Linked DNA regions of Ovis aries: region 1 is linked to region 2. Evidence: chromatin contacts called from public Hi-C data. All regions are on one chromosome and are shown on one strand. The core of a region is the stretch at or near the end of the contact, and the rest is flanking DNA. Distances in the headings are between cores, read along the strand shown. Region 1 has its middle 40 kb from the start of CGNL1. Region 2 has its middle 7.1 kb from the start of MYZAP.

Region 1 (7,145 bases), core at 3,781-6,280, 230 kb after region 2:
ATTCAAAATAAAACTACTATATGGCCCAACAATCCCACACCTGGGCATATACCTAGAGAAAACCATCATTCAAAAAGATACACACACCCCAGTGTTCATCACAGCACTATTGACAATAGCCAGACATGGAAGCAACTTAAATGTCCACAGACAGAGGAATGGATAAAGATGTGGTACGTATAGACAAGGGAATATTAGTCTTAAAAAGGAGCACAATTGTGCCATTTGCAAAAGACTGTCATTCAAAGTGCAGTCAGAAAGAGAAAAACAAATACCATATAATGTTGCTTATTTGCCAAATCTAAGAAAATGGAATGTGTGTGTATTCAGGTGCTCAGTCCTGACAACTCTGCGCAACTCCATTACTGTAGCCCACCAGGCTCCTCTGTCCATGGGATTTTCCAGGAAGAAATCCTGAGTAAGTTGCCATTTCCTCCTCCAAGGGATCTTCCCGACCCAGGGATCAAATCCCCGTCTCCTGCATTTCAGGTGGATTCTTTATTGCTGAGCCACATGGGAACCCAAGGTGAACTTATTTGCAAGGCAGAAGTAGAGATACAGACATAGAGAATAAACGAATGGGAGGAGGTTGGATGAACTGGGAGCTCGGGATTGACATATACACACTACTATGTATAAAACAGATAACTGATCAGAATCTATGATATAGCACGAGGAATTCTACCCAGTGCTCTGCGGTGACCTAAATAGGAAGGAAATCCAAAAAAGAGGGGATACGTGCAAACATACAGCTGATTCACGTTGGTGCACAGCAGAAACTAACACAGCACTGTAAAGCAGTTATACTGCAATAAAAATTAATTTTTAAAAAATTAGACACCCGTCAGCATAAGACAATATGTTAGTTTATAAAAGAAGAAGAAGAAAGGGCATCTCAAGGTGCAATTCAGTCTGTCACATCACTTTATAACTTTATTCAACGCAGCTTAGAATCTCTGCCCAGAACCCCACATTCCATCCAGCAAATTCTCCAATGCTGACTATTCATTGTATTAAGGGTTAAGGTTTCAGAGAAAATAAAAACTAAAAAATTCTGTTTGAGAGCCTTGGGCCCTCCTTCACTAAGACAGTTCCTTCCCAATAGGTCAGAGTTCAGCACTCAGCATTCTGAGGTGTACTGAGCACTCACCCCAAGGCCCTGCCTGGCACCTCACTGGGAAGCTGGTCTCCATCCTGCCTCTGGCTCTGCTCCTTGGGCTACAGGCGCCTGCACTGCCCTACACTTGGTGCCCCTCTGACTCCTCTCCTGACCCCTTACCCTAGTTCTGACTTTTTGGAGGTTGGGATGGAGCCAAAGCAAAAACATACCCAGTTGTGGACGTGACTGGTGATAGAAGCAAGGTCCGATACTGTAAAGAGCAATATTGCATAGGAACCTGGAATGTTAGGTCCATGAATCAAGGCAAATTGGAAGTGGTCAAACAGGAGATGGCAAGAGTGAACATTGACATTCTAGGAATCAGCGAACTAAAATGGACTGGAATGGGTGAATTTAACTCAGATGACCATTATATCTACTACTGCGGGCAGGAATCCCTCAGAAGAAATGGAGTAGCCATCATGGTCAACAAAAGAGTCTGAAATGCAGTACTTAGATGCAATCTCAAAAACGACAGAATGATCTCTGTTCATGTCCAAGGCAAACCATTCATTATCACAGTAATCCAAGTCTATGCCCCGACTAGTAATGCTGAAGCAACTGAAGTTGAACAGTTCTATGAAGACCCCCAAGACCTTCTAGAACTAACACCCAAAAAAGATGTCCTTTTCATTATAGGGGACTGGAATGCAAAAGTAGGAAGTCAAGAAACACCTGGAGTAACAGGCAAATTTGGCCTTGGAGTACGGAATGAAGCAGGGCAAAGGCTAATAGAGTTTTGCCAAGATAATGCACTGGTCATAGCAAACACCCTCTTCCAACAACACGAGAGAAGACTCTACACATGGACATCACCAGATGGTCAACACCAAAATCAGATGGATTATATTCGTTGCAGCCAAAGATGGAGACGCCCTATACAGTCAGCAAAAACAAGACCAGGAGCTGACTGTGGCTCAGATCATGAGCTCCTTATTGACAAATTCATACTTAAATTGAAGAAAGTAGGGAAAACCACTAGACCATTCAGATATGACCTAAATCAAACCCTTTATGATTACACTGTGTAAGTGAGAAACAGATTTAAAGGCTTAGATCTGATAGACAGAGTGCCTGATGAACTATAGACTGAGGTTCGTGACACCATAGAGGAGACAGGGATCAAGACCATCCCCATGGAAAAGAAAGGCAAAAAAGCAAAATGGCTGTCTGGGGAGGCCTTACAAATAGCTGTGAAAAGAAGAGAAGTCCCATGGGAGAAAAGGAAAGATATAAGCATCTGAATGCAGAGTTCCAAAGAATAGCAAGAGATAAGAAAGCCTTCCTCAGCGATCAATGCAAAGAAATAGAGGAAAACAACAGAATGGGAAAGACTAGAGATCTCTTCAAGAAAATTAGAGATACCAAGGGAACATTTCATGCAAAGATGGGCTTGATAAAGGACAGAAATGGTATGGACCTAACAGAAGCATAAGATATTAAGAAGAGGTGGCAAGAATACACAGAAGAACTGTACAAAAAAGATCTTCACGACCAAGATGATCACGATGGTGCAATCACTCATCCAGAGCCAGACATCCTGGAATGTGAAGTCAAATGGCCCTTAGAAAGCATCACTACAAACAAAGCTAGAGGAGGTGATGGAATTCCAGTTGAGCTATTTCAAATCCTCAAAGATGATGCTGTGAAAGTGCTGCACTCAATTTGCCAGCAAATTTGGAAAACTCAGCAGTGGCCACAGGACTGGAAAAAGTCAGTTTTCATTCCAATTCCAAAGAAAGGCAATGCCAAAGAATGCTCAAACTACCACACAATTGCACTCATCTCACATGCTAGTAAAGTAATGCTTAAAATTCTCCAAGCCAGGCTTCAACAATATGTGAACTGTGAACTTCCAGATGTTCAAGCTGGTTTTATTTATTTTTTATTTATTTATTTTTTTCAAGCTGGTTTTAGAAAAGGCAGAGGAACCAGAGATCAAATTGCCAACATCTGCTGGATCATGGAAAAAGCAAGAGAGTTCCAGAAAAACATCTATTTCTGCTTTATTGACTATACCAAAGCCTTTGACTGTGTGGATCACAATCAACTGTGGAAAATTCTGAGAGAGATGGGAATATCAGACCACCTGACCTGCCTCTTGAGAAACCTGTATGCAGGTCAGGAAGCAACAGTTAGAACTGGACATGGACCAACAGACTGGTTCCAAATAGGAAAAGGAGTACATCAAGGCTGTATATCATTACTCTGCTATTTCACTTATATGCAGAGTACATCATGAGAAATGCTGGACTGGAAGAAACACAAGCTGGAATCAAGATTGCTTGGAGAAATATCAATAACCTCAGATATGCAGATGACACCACCCTTATGGCAGAAAGTGAAGAGGAACTAAAGAGCCTCTTGATGAAAGTGAAAGAGGAGAGTGAAATAGTTGACTTAAAGCTCAACATTCAGAAAACGAAGATCATGGCATCTGGTCCCATCACTTCATGGGAAATAGATGGGGAAACAGTGGAAACAGTGTCAGACTTTATTTTGGGGGGCTCCAAAATCACTGCAGATAGTGACTGCAGCCATGAAATTAAAAGACGCTTACTCCTTGGAAGGAAAGTTATGACCAACCTAGATAGTATATTCAAAAGCAGAGATATTACTTTGCCAACAAAGGTCCGTCTACTCAAGGCTATGGTTTTCCAGTGGTCATGTGTGGATGTGAGAGTTGGATTGTGAAGAAAGCTGAGTGCTGAAGAATTGATGCTTTTGAATTGTGGTATTGCAGAAGACTCTTGAGAGTCTCTTGGACTGCAAGGAAATCCAAGCAGTCCATTCTAAAGGAGATCAGTCCTGGGTATTCTTTGGAAGGAATGATGCTAAAGCTGAAACTCCAGTACTTTGGCCACCTCATGGGAAGAGTTGACTCATTGGAAAAGACGCTGATGCTGGGAGGGATGGGGGCAGGGGGAAAACAGAGGATGGGATGGCTGGATGGCATCACTGACTTGATGGATGTGAGTCTGAGTGAACTCCGGGAGTTGGTGATGGACAGGGAGGCCTGGCATGCTGCGATTCATGGGGTCGTAAAGAATTGGACACAACTGAGCGACTGAACTGAATTGAACTGAAGTAGAATCTCCTTTTTCACCTGCTCTTTGAAGGTAACCCTGGGATTCTGTGTTCCTATGTGCACATCACCACTAAGGGGTCTGATTGACCCATTATTTCTCTCCATCAGGAAAGACTCATCTCTTCACATTTAGTGCCTGGAGCTGGGCTTCCCTGGGGATCACGTGGCTAAGAGTTTGCCTGACAGTGCAGGGGACACAGGTTTGATCCCTGATCCAGAAGATCCCCGTGGCTCAAAGCAGCTAAGCCCGTGTATCACAGCTACTGACGCTCGTGTGCCCTACAGCCTGTGCTCCACAACCAGAGAAACCGCTACGATGAGAAGCCCGTGCACCGCAACTAGAGGGGAGCCCCTGCTTGCCACAACTAGAGAAAGCCCATGCACAGCAACGAAGATGCAGTGCAGCTAAAGATAGATGAATAAATAATTTTTAAAAAATGCCTGGAGCCTTGGTTTGACTTCCTGTTTCTCCCAAGTGTCAAGGTCCTGACACGGCCTGTATTTGCAGCGTGTGTGACAGACACTCTTGAAGCCAGGGTGGAGGCAACCTGGAGACTTCCCTGGGCTGCTGCCCACCACACTCTCTCTAGGAATGTCCAAAATCCAAGAACCAGCTTAGCAATAGAGATGACACTGTCCATCAACAGTGTGAGAAGTTGTTTATCACCCACTTCACCCCACTCCTCTCTCTCCAGTGCCAAAGCTTTCCAAGTCCCTGACCCTTTACAGAGGCCATGGGTAGGCTGTGCAAAGCTGCCTGCCTGGCCCTCAATCTGGTCAAACCCTGCCTCTGCCCTTGCATGACCTCTGACCCCTTCACCTCCAATCCAGATCCAATACTTCTCCCTACCATCTTCTCAGGCTAAAGGGGAACTTCACTAAAGTTGCTCTCTGGACCTCCAGACAAAGAAGCATAACCTTTTCAGAAACAGATCAGGTTATATTAAAGATCTAACATAGTCAAGATATTTTAAATAGCTTCAAGGTACAAAGCACATGATTGCTAAATAGATGGGTTAGTAAAGGGACAGGAGCTGACTGAGTTCCTTATTCGCAGAGCAGCTCTGGACATCAGGGGAGCATGAGCTATGACGGGCCATGGACACGGCCTTATTAGACTTCCAGGTCATTCCAGGGACTTTCAGTGAAAAGCAGGCCACTACCCTGGGCGGCATCTTCCGGTTTTGGTGTGCCGAGCAGTTGGGTATACAGTTGTTGTACAATGGTGCCACCAGGTGGTCCTTTGTGGAATAACCGCTGTAGTGGCTGCTTTCCCATCGTGGAGTTCCCGACAGATGGAAATGTCTGATTGCTTTTTTCCCTGTGGTCTACTGTTGGCTGGTCTATCCCCACAAATTAAAGGAGCAGACACTGGCATTGCTCTCTTTGCTTTTGTCTCTCTGAAAAATGAAATCGCCCAGTTATCTTGACCAATACATTATGGGAAGAACATGGGACTAAAATTAGGAAATTCACGGACTTCCCTAGTGGTCTAGGGGTTAAGAATCGGCCTGCCAATGCAGTGGACACGGGTTCAATCCCTGATTCAGGAAGATCTCACATCCCTCGGGACAACTAAGCCCATGCGCCACAACTCCTGAACCCGAGTGGGGCGGCTACTGAGGCCCGCGCACCCAGAGCCCTTGCTCCGCAACAAGAGAAGCCTCCGCAATGAGAAACCCACGCGCTGCCGCTAGAGAGTGGCCCCTGCTCACCACGACTGGAGAAAGCCCCACACAGCGATGCAGTCCCAGCAGCCATAAATAAATGAATTATATATTAAATAGTTGGGTTTTTTTTTTCAAGTTAGGAGATTCACTCTCATATTCTACTCTGTCAACCTTCTTTTTAACTACAGGACTTGGGAAAGTTGCTTAGCCCTCTTAGCAAACTTTTTCTCATCTGGAGCAGGAAAGTAATAGTTGGATTCTTGTGGGGGATGGTGTGAGACAGTGCACATACCACTGTGAGCATGGTGTGTGGCCCAGGAGAGGTGATCAGAATCAAGCACTCCTAAGCTCTAGAGTCCTCAGCGGTGATGCGTTCCTCAAGATCGCTTAGCCTCTGTCTTCAGTGGCTGGAATGTAATCGTCTCTTGGTCAGGTCCTACCTGCTCACTGACTGGCTAAGGTTGTGACAAAACGTGTCTCAGCAGGTGGGTAACTGCTTGGGGCTCTGTGGCCACAGGTCAGAGCAGTGCCCGCCAGCTGACACTGGTCCCACTGAGTAGTAAATGGTGGGGCCGGTATCTCTGCAAACTCTGATGTGAGGCCAAATGGCAGCTGGAGTAACTAATCCGTCTAAGCCTTGGTCTCCTCATCTGTAAAATGAGGTTACTGTAACAAGGTGAGCTATTTAGTAAAACAAAACAAATTGGTCTTTGGGATTTCGTTTTGTTTCAGGGATGTGGGCAGAGGATGGGAGTATCATTTGCTAAAGCTTTTGTTCTGAATTCTCAAAGGAAGAGTAAAGTGTCTTCTTTCCCTGCCCTGTCTCCATTCTGGGAAGAAGAGGTCATTTTTGTGTTTACGAAAGGCTGGGCTCTCTCATCTACTCACCCCAGCTCCGCAAGCTAAGAACTGTTGTATTTTAGGTCCACAGGGAGAAGGGAGAGAGAGGAATCTGTGTGGTCCCAGAGGGAGGAGGGATGAGATTGGACTCGAGTTGAAGAGGGGCGTCGAGCGTGCCAGGATGAGGGGGGAACAGAGGTAGTGGTCTCAGCAAACGGGGAGGAGTCCGGTGGGGGCGAGGTGGCCGTGGTTGTTCACGGGGACGGGGCCTGAGGACCCCGGGGCTGAGCCAGGGACGAAAATGTCTAAAGAGCCAGACTCTCAGCCGTGCATGGCGACCAGAGTCCCAGGGCTCCACTTTCTTGGACCCGAGGAGCATAAAAGCTCC
Region 2 (7,171 bases), core at 4,005-6,504:
TGCCACAATATACCATTCTCTGGTCTGTTAAATTGACACGCATCCATCTCTTTCCAACTTTCTAGATTTTATTATTTACTGTCCTTTATTATTGCTGCTTTCAAGTCATAAAAAAAGTATCACTTAAATGTGATATTTTAGCGAATTTCAGGAAGGAGGAGTGGTTCACTGTGTTCAACCTGCCACATTTAACTGGAAGCCTCATGGTGTCATCTGGGTGAGATACTTCATGTCTTATAGGCCTCTTCCTCCTCATCTGGAAAAGGCTGCCAGTAATACATACGTCATGGAGCTGTTTTAAAAATAAAATAAGGTGATGTTTATAAAGCACAACGTACAGTTTCTGATGTATAATATGTACTTGATGCATAGAGCTTACTGCTTTGGGTTACCAGGTCCACCCTGAGAAAATGGCCTGAAAGTAGCGAAAGTTAGTCACTCAGTCGTACATGACTCTTTGAGACCTCATGGACTGTAGCCTGCTAGGTTCCTCTGGCCATGGGATTCTCCAGGCAAGAATACTGGAGTGGGTAGACATTCCCTTTTCCAAGGATCTTCCCAACCCAGGGACTGAACCCGAGTCTCCTCCATTGCAGACAGACTCCTTACCACCTGAACCACCAGGGAAGCCCCTGGTGAGAAAATGGCTTCCTACACAGAAAAAAAAAAAATATATATATATATATATATATATATATATAAATATAAAATCATGATCAAGTAGATCAAGTAGAACTTCCTAAATTCATAAAAATGAGATCATGGAAGTAATTATTTATCAAACAGTCATCTTTTCACATCCATGATATTATGAGAATATGGGAGACAGTCAAATCCTAGGTTATTTTAGACATAATCTTTTTTTTAAAGCAGAGAACTAAATGAGATGGCCTCAGATATTATAAGACATTAATTCATCTCTGATGATTATTCATAGGGAAATAGGGCAATGGTAATATGGCAGTCCACTGTTTCTGGGAATTCACACTGCTTTGTTTCCAGGCTGGCAGTCTGTTGGAATATTAGGACTCTGAGTGATAATGCTAGGACAGGAAAATACAGATGGACTGCATGATAATTGGTGCAGTGGGTTACTGCATTGTATTTGCATTCAAGCTAGAAAATAAATTTGAATTTAAATAAGAAGCATGCAGCCTTTAGACCGACCTCAGAACCTTCACAAACTAGGATGATGGACAACTCGGCCTTTGGAAACACAAAACTGTCCTAGGAGTTGGGTTTGAAGGGGGTTTCATCCACAGAATCTGGTATCTTGTTCATCCAGGCTGAGTTGGCAAAATAAACACTTCACACAGAGAATACATAGGAATATACATATTTTGAGGAGTGAGAGAGACAGACAGGAAAATGGCCTTTCTGAGGATAATCGTGACTGACCATTTTCAGAGGGGATTAATGTGCACATTGATGCTGATGTTAGGAGAAAAGAGTTGTATGTAATTTATTCTTTAATTAGTTTTTATTAGAATAGAGTTGCTTTACAATGCTGTGCTAGCTTCCACCGCACAGCAAAGCTATATGTATGCACATATCTCCTCTTTTCTGGATTTCCTTCCCATGTAGGTCACCACAGAGCAGTGAGTAGTAGAGCTCCCTGAGTTATACAGTAGGGTCTCATTAGTTATCTATTTTATGCATAGTACCAATAGTGTATATATGTCAATCTCAACCTCCCAGCTCATCATACCCACTCCCCTTTCCCCCTCGCTGGTGTCCATACATTTGTTCTCTATGTCTGAGTCTCTATTTCTGCCTTGCAGATAAGATCATCTATACACCATTTTTCTAGATTCCACATAGATGTGTTCATATGCAATATTTGCTTTTTTCTTTCTGACTTCACTCTGTACAATAGTCCCTAAGTCCATCCTGTATGTAATTTGTAGTTAATAAAAAAAACATTTGACAAGAGTCTTTTGCAAAAGCTCTCCTTTTAAAGAAACCATGGTTGTGAGGAATGTTCTCTCAGGCATGGAGAGCTGGCTTATGGACAAGAAGGAAGGACTGTGCATAAATAGGAATTGTCTTTGTGGAAGAACTGCCAACCTCAGATCCTGGGCCTCACATTACTCATCAGCTTCCTTTAAAATTTTTCAGTTATTACATACGCAATGTTTCAGAAAATTAAAATGACATAGACAAAAAAGAAAACTTCCTTGAAATCCTGTCACCCATCTTAGCTTTCTCATCAACGATCTTTGTGTAAGAGGAAAAACCTAGAAAAATTTGGCTGAACACGCACTGCCTTCCTAGAGCAATGCCAAGCTTATGACCCTCACTTAGAAGGGGAGTCTTCCAGGGCCAGGCCTTAGGGGGCCTCCAAAGCTACTCCATACTCACCATTGGAGACTCTTTCATACTAGAAAATTAGGAGGAGTTGGTGAGTCCTGATGAAAGGTCAACATCTTACTGGCCATTAACACACCCCAGACGGACTTCTGTGCTTTAAATAAGGCCAACACCTTTGAAAGCAGAGCACAAGGCCCTAAAACAAGGGAAAGTAGCCAGTACTTTGTCAACTACAAAGAACTGTATGACGAAAGTGTTATTATTGGTCCAAAGCAAAGGAATTCTAGGTTAAAGTGTGACAGAGCCTCTGCGCTGAAGTCACTGGCCTCAAAGGTCACCAATGCCAATCAAAGTCAGGTACTGAGAGGGAAACTATCAGTCACCAGGGACAATTGTCTAAAGAACATATGCAACCATGAGACTCGGACCTGGTACACCTGTCAATCTGTCCTGCAGAAAGATAAGAGGGTCACAGTCGAGCTGAGCGTTTTCTGCATGTGGAATTGTGAGCTGGGGAGCCACGGGGCCAGTTGCCTTGTGACTTGCCTGGATTTTAGAGATTGTCATGGTAACTGCAATGAAAAATGCATGATACTTGCACGATGCTTGGAGGACCAAGCCTGGTGTGATTGTAGATGATGTAGCCACTTGGGCCAACAGCTGGGCAGTTCCTCAAAAAGGTAAACACAGAGATAACTTATGACCCAGGAATTCCACTCCTAGAAAGAATTCCACCCAAGAGAATTGAAAACATATGTTCAAACACAATGGCCATAGCAGCATTATTCATCATAGCCAAACAGAGACCGCTCAAATGCCCCATGAACTGATGAGTATACAAACGAAATGTGGTATATTCACACAATGGAAGAGTATCATCCATAAGGAAAAAAATGAAGTACTGATACATGCTACAACATGGACAAACCTTGACTACATCCTGTTAAACTGAAGTCAGACACAAAAGACTACGTACTCTATGCTTTGAATTATATAAAATGTCCCAAAATGGCAAATCCATAGAGACAGAAAGCTCATTAGTGATTGCCATGGCCAGGAAGGAGGGAGATAGGAGGAGTAACTATAAGATATAGGGTTTCTTTTAGGGGTAATGAAAGTATAAAATTAGAAAGGTCTTAGCCTCCCTCCCAAGACACCATATGTGTATCAGCAAACAGTGTGCAAGAAATGGTGGGGATCTAGGAGGGTGTTGCAGCCTCCATGGGAGGCTTTTCCAAACTGAAGCAGACAGGCCATTCCTCTTTAGTAGCTGACAAGGAATATGTCCAGGCATTTTCCTGATCACTGAACGTACTGCATAGAAGGAACAACAGAATCAGAGGCATGGGACCAGCCCCCGGGCTACCCGCCTTGGCTTTGGTTGGCTGTTCAGGAAGGAAGGCAGCCAACTCCATAAGGCCCCACCCCGGCAGCTGAGCAGGAAGAGAAACCAGGAAACGCTGGCACTGATGGAAGAGACAGAACTATACCCAGCCAGAGGCTGCTGTCACAGAGCTGAGCTCCCCTCAGCTCGTGAACAAACAGGAGGGAGAAAACCCAGCCCGATGACAAGAGCCATTCAGCTCTTCCCCTCCAATCCTACCTTCTGCTGACATTTTACCCCTGTGGACACAGCTTCTAGCAAAACACCCAGCACAGATGGGAACTCAGTGACTGTTTGTTTAATGAATTAATAGCAACATCACCTATGACAGCAACCAGAATGACGTGACTTAACTGTCCTACAGCAGACTACTGATTTGTACACACATGTGAGATCTCTATAATTAGACAAGATATCTGACCTCACTATGCCTGAATCTTTCTTTTTGCTAAAATGGAGTGCGTCATTACACCTGTCTCATAGTGTGAGAATTCAAACAAGCTTAGGTATGTAACTTCCTGGCATACGGTGAGTACAAAATAAATGGTAACTGCTATTATGACTCCATGGAATACTATGTAGCCATTAAAACTGTATTCAGGAAAGACATTTCTATACAGGGAAAAATTTGTGATAATTGGAAAAGCAGGTTATGTGACAATATAAGAAGTATGATTCCAAACCTTATAAAACAAACATGCATAGAGAAAAAGCCTAGACAAATATACAAAAAAAACTATTTGTAGACAATGAAACCAAGGGTGACTTCCCGTCTCCTCTTCCTCCTGCTCCTTCATATTTATATTACCATTTACCTATCTGTATTTGTAAATAAATAGCATAAATTATTTGCATAAATTAAAAAGTTAATTAAAATTCCACTTGAATAGAAAAATGGTATTTTTCACACACAATAACTCCTATTTTAGGATATTACTTCAAGAAAATGATGCTAAATACCAAAGAAAATAATGTCTATAAGAATTAAGTATATTTTCTATACATGATAGAAAAATAGTGATTTTAAAAATTTATGATCTTCAAAACATTAGATGTTCAAAAATGTTTAAAAATACTAGAATAATGCTTTAAGATATTATAGAATGTTATTGATACTAAGTAAATTGACTAGGATAAAAATAGCTGGTATGTGATCTCAAACATATAACAGAAGAAAATAAATGCTGTAAGAAAACTAGACTACAAAGAACTAGAGAAAAATATTAACAGAGAAAATAAAGAGCCATTACAGAAGGCGCGTCTGACTTCCTGTCTTTTGTTGATTACAGTTCACTCCACTTGCCACCTTTGACCAGAACAGGGTGGATTCTTTCTCAGTGATTCACAGAGTAACCTAGCAAGGTTCTAGGTTCATTAGACATCTGGAGGGCGTGGTAGGATGGCACCTGGCTACCTCCAGCACTCCTTGGGTGGAGCGCTCTCTGCTGACACAGTGGGCAGCGAGCCCCCTGATTTGAGGACATCAGGGGAGCCTGTGGCCACAGTCTAATCTATCCATTCTGGACCCCACAGTTCCCTTTCCAAGCTCCAGTTCACCTTATCCTCAGACAGAAACTTTATGGAAGTGACCTTGAACATCATCACATATATTCTGCTCAGGGAGGGACTACTTGAGAAGAGTTCTGAGGATCGGCAGAGTGTTTCGGGTAGGGAAACCCTGGAGAAGGAGTGAGATCCAAGTCACCAAGCATTCCCCTCTCTAAGGTGTCCTTCATGTTGGAGAGCTGCATGTCACGGCTGTTTTGTGTGGCTGTTCAGTAGCTAAGCCTTGCATTCACCTCTCACAGAAGCAGTCCCACGCAGCCCCTGCCTGAGGACTCCAGCTTGGGCCAGTGTGCTGTGGCGCTCTCTGCTGCCACCCAGTGGATCTACTGAGAAAGGTCGGGTAAGAAGTTTATCCAGAGGTTCTCAGTGTGGTACCCGGACCAGCAGCGGCAGCCGTAAATTCTTGGCGGTCCCAGAAATTCTCGGAATAAAGGGCGCAGTCTCTATTTTAACAAGCCCCCCTAGCTGATTCTGATGCACACTCAGGTTTGAGAAGCACTGATTTAGACTAAGTGATTTGCATTCTGAGATGCATGAAACGGATAATCAGAGACTTTCTAGTTGAGAGTAGCTAATTCTCCATTTTTATGATCAAGCATCATACCTTTTATAAGAACTGAAGCTCACTAGCCACTTTAAAATAAGTTATTCATCTCCCTCTCAGAAAGAATAATGAGGCATAAAACCCAACTCCTCTGCATTATATCCAGAATCTCCTCCTTAAAAACATCCACTGCTTTCCTATTTCTGGGAGTGCCTCTCAGAGTTTTCCAAAAATATGGTCCCAAATTTCTTTTCCAGCCTCACCTCCAATCACTCCTCCGCTTCATTTATCCTAGACTCTAATGAACCGGATGATTCTAAGAATCTCTCCTGTATCCATGAGTTCACTCTGTTCTTTCCGCCAGTCAAAGACACATCCATCTGTAAGATTAAAATTTTATAATAAAAACTCCCAAAATCTGCACTCATTTTAAGGCTCTCTCATTTGCCATTTCCTCCATGAAGCTTTTCCTAATTACCCCGGTCAATAAGGATCTTTCCCATCATGAAACTCTATCACACTTCATCTGTACGTCTTTTTCAGTGCTTTAGACCCTCCCCCTGCTGTTTAGTTCTTAGTAGGCATTATTCAAGTCCAGGGACTGAGCCCTACTTATCTCAGCATTGGCCAATGCACAGTAGGTGTACAGTAAATACTCTTTGAAAGGTGCAACTAAATAACTTTGGTCTCTCACAAAAAAGCAGCTCACAACAAATGTTGGAATTAAAATCAGTATGATGCAACAGTGCAACATAAAGGTAACTGAGGAGCCCCAGATGGCCTGGGCCAAGCTGGGAAGATAAACCTTGTTGTCCAAAGTCCTCTTTGGGACTCTGCCACTGGTAGGTGGGGCCCTAGACACCCAGCACCCACTAATCTACCACCTCAGAGCCAGAAGTAGCCACCAATGCCCCCTGCTGGCCACCACAGTGGTCACGCTGGGGCTTACTGCAGGTAGCCCCGTAAAGCCTTCCATCCCATCAGCCTCAGCCCCTTAAGGAGCCCAGCTGAGAATCCCGGAGCCGTGGGAGAACTCCACCGCTGCAGCCACCGCTGACACCTGGCTGGGAATGCTGCCTCCAGCAGACCCTGGGCCTTTCACCCAAATCTCTTGTTGCCGTCTCAGGAAGACGGGGTCGATCCTGTAATCTCTCTCCTCTCAGGCAACTTGCCCCAGTGGCCCCTATCCTCTCTGCCCTCCCCCAGTAAATGTCCCTACACTTATAGTTTTGACCATGTGAGATACCATCAGGCCTGACACTGGAGCTGGGGAAAAGTGCCCTTGAAAGAGGCCCTGAGAGACACAAGGTGGTCAGAGAATAAGGAATCAAGGATCCTCAGGGCACAGTGGGTGAGAAGCAGAAAAT

Evidence for each region. Hi-C and Micro-C count contacts between places; a contact is called where the count stands out from the background.
Region 1: a Hi-C map of tail adipose tissue shows a contact between it and region 2, with 5 times the contacts expected there. The contact joins two enhancer-like sites. A contact is called at or near these places in 5 of 16 Hi-C or Micro-C datasets (liver, mixed tissues, muscle and 1 more).

Annotation. Positions count from the first base shown.
Region 1 is chr7:51,088,536-51,095,680 of ARS-UI_Ramb_v3.0, forward strand. No RefSeq gene overlaps it. Among named protein-coding and RNA genes, the nearest start is that of CGNL1, 40 kb to the left of the region's middle. Within about 2 kb of position 5,031, at least 4 of the 54 cell types and tissues checked have an H3K27ac peak or open chromatin away from gene starts, as enhancers often do.
Region 2 is chr7:50,859,192-50,866,362 of ARS-UI_Ramb_v3.0, forward strand. No RefSeq gene overlaps it. Among named protein-coding and RNA genes, the nearest start is that of MYZAP, 7.1 kb to the left of the region's middle. Within about 2 kb of position 5,255, at least 9 of the 54 cell types and tissues checked have an H3K27ac peak or open chromatin away from gene starts, as enhancers often do.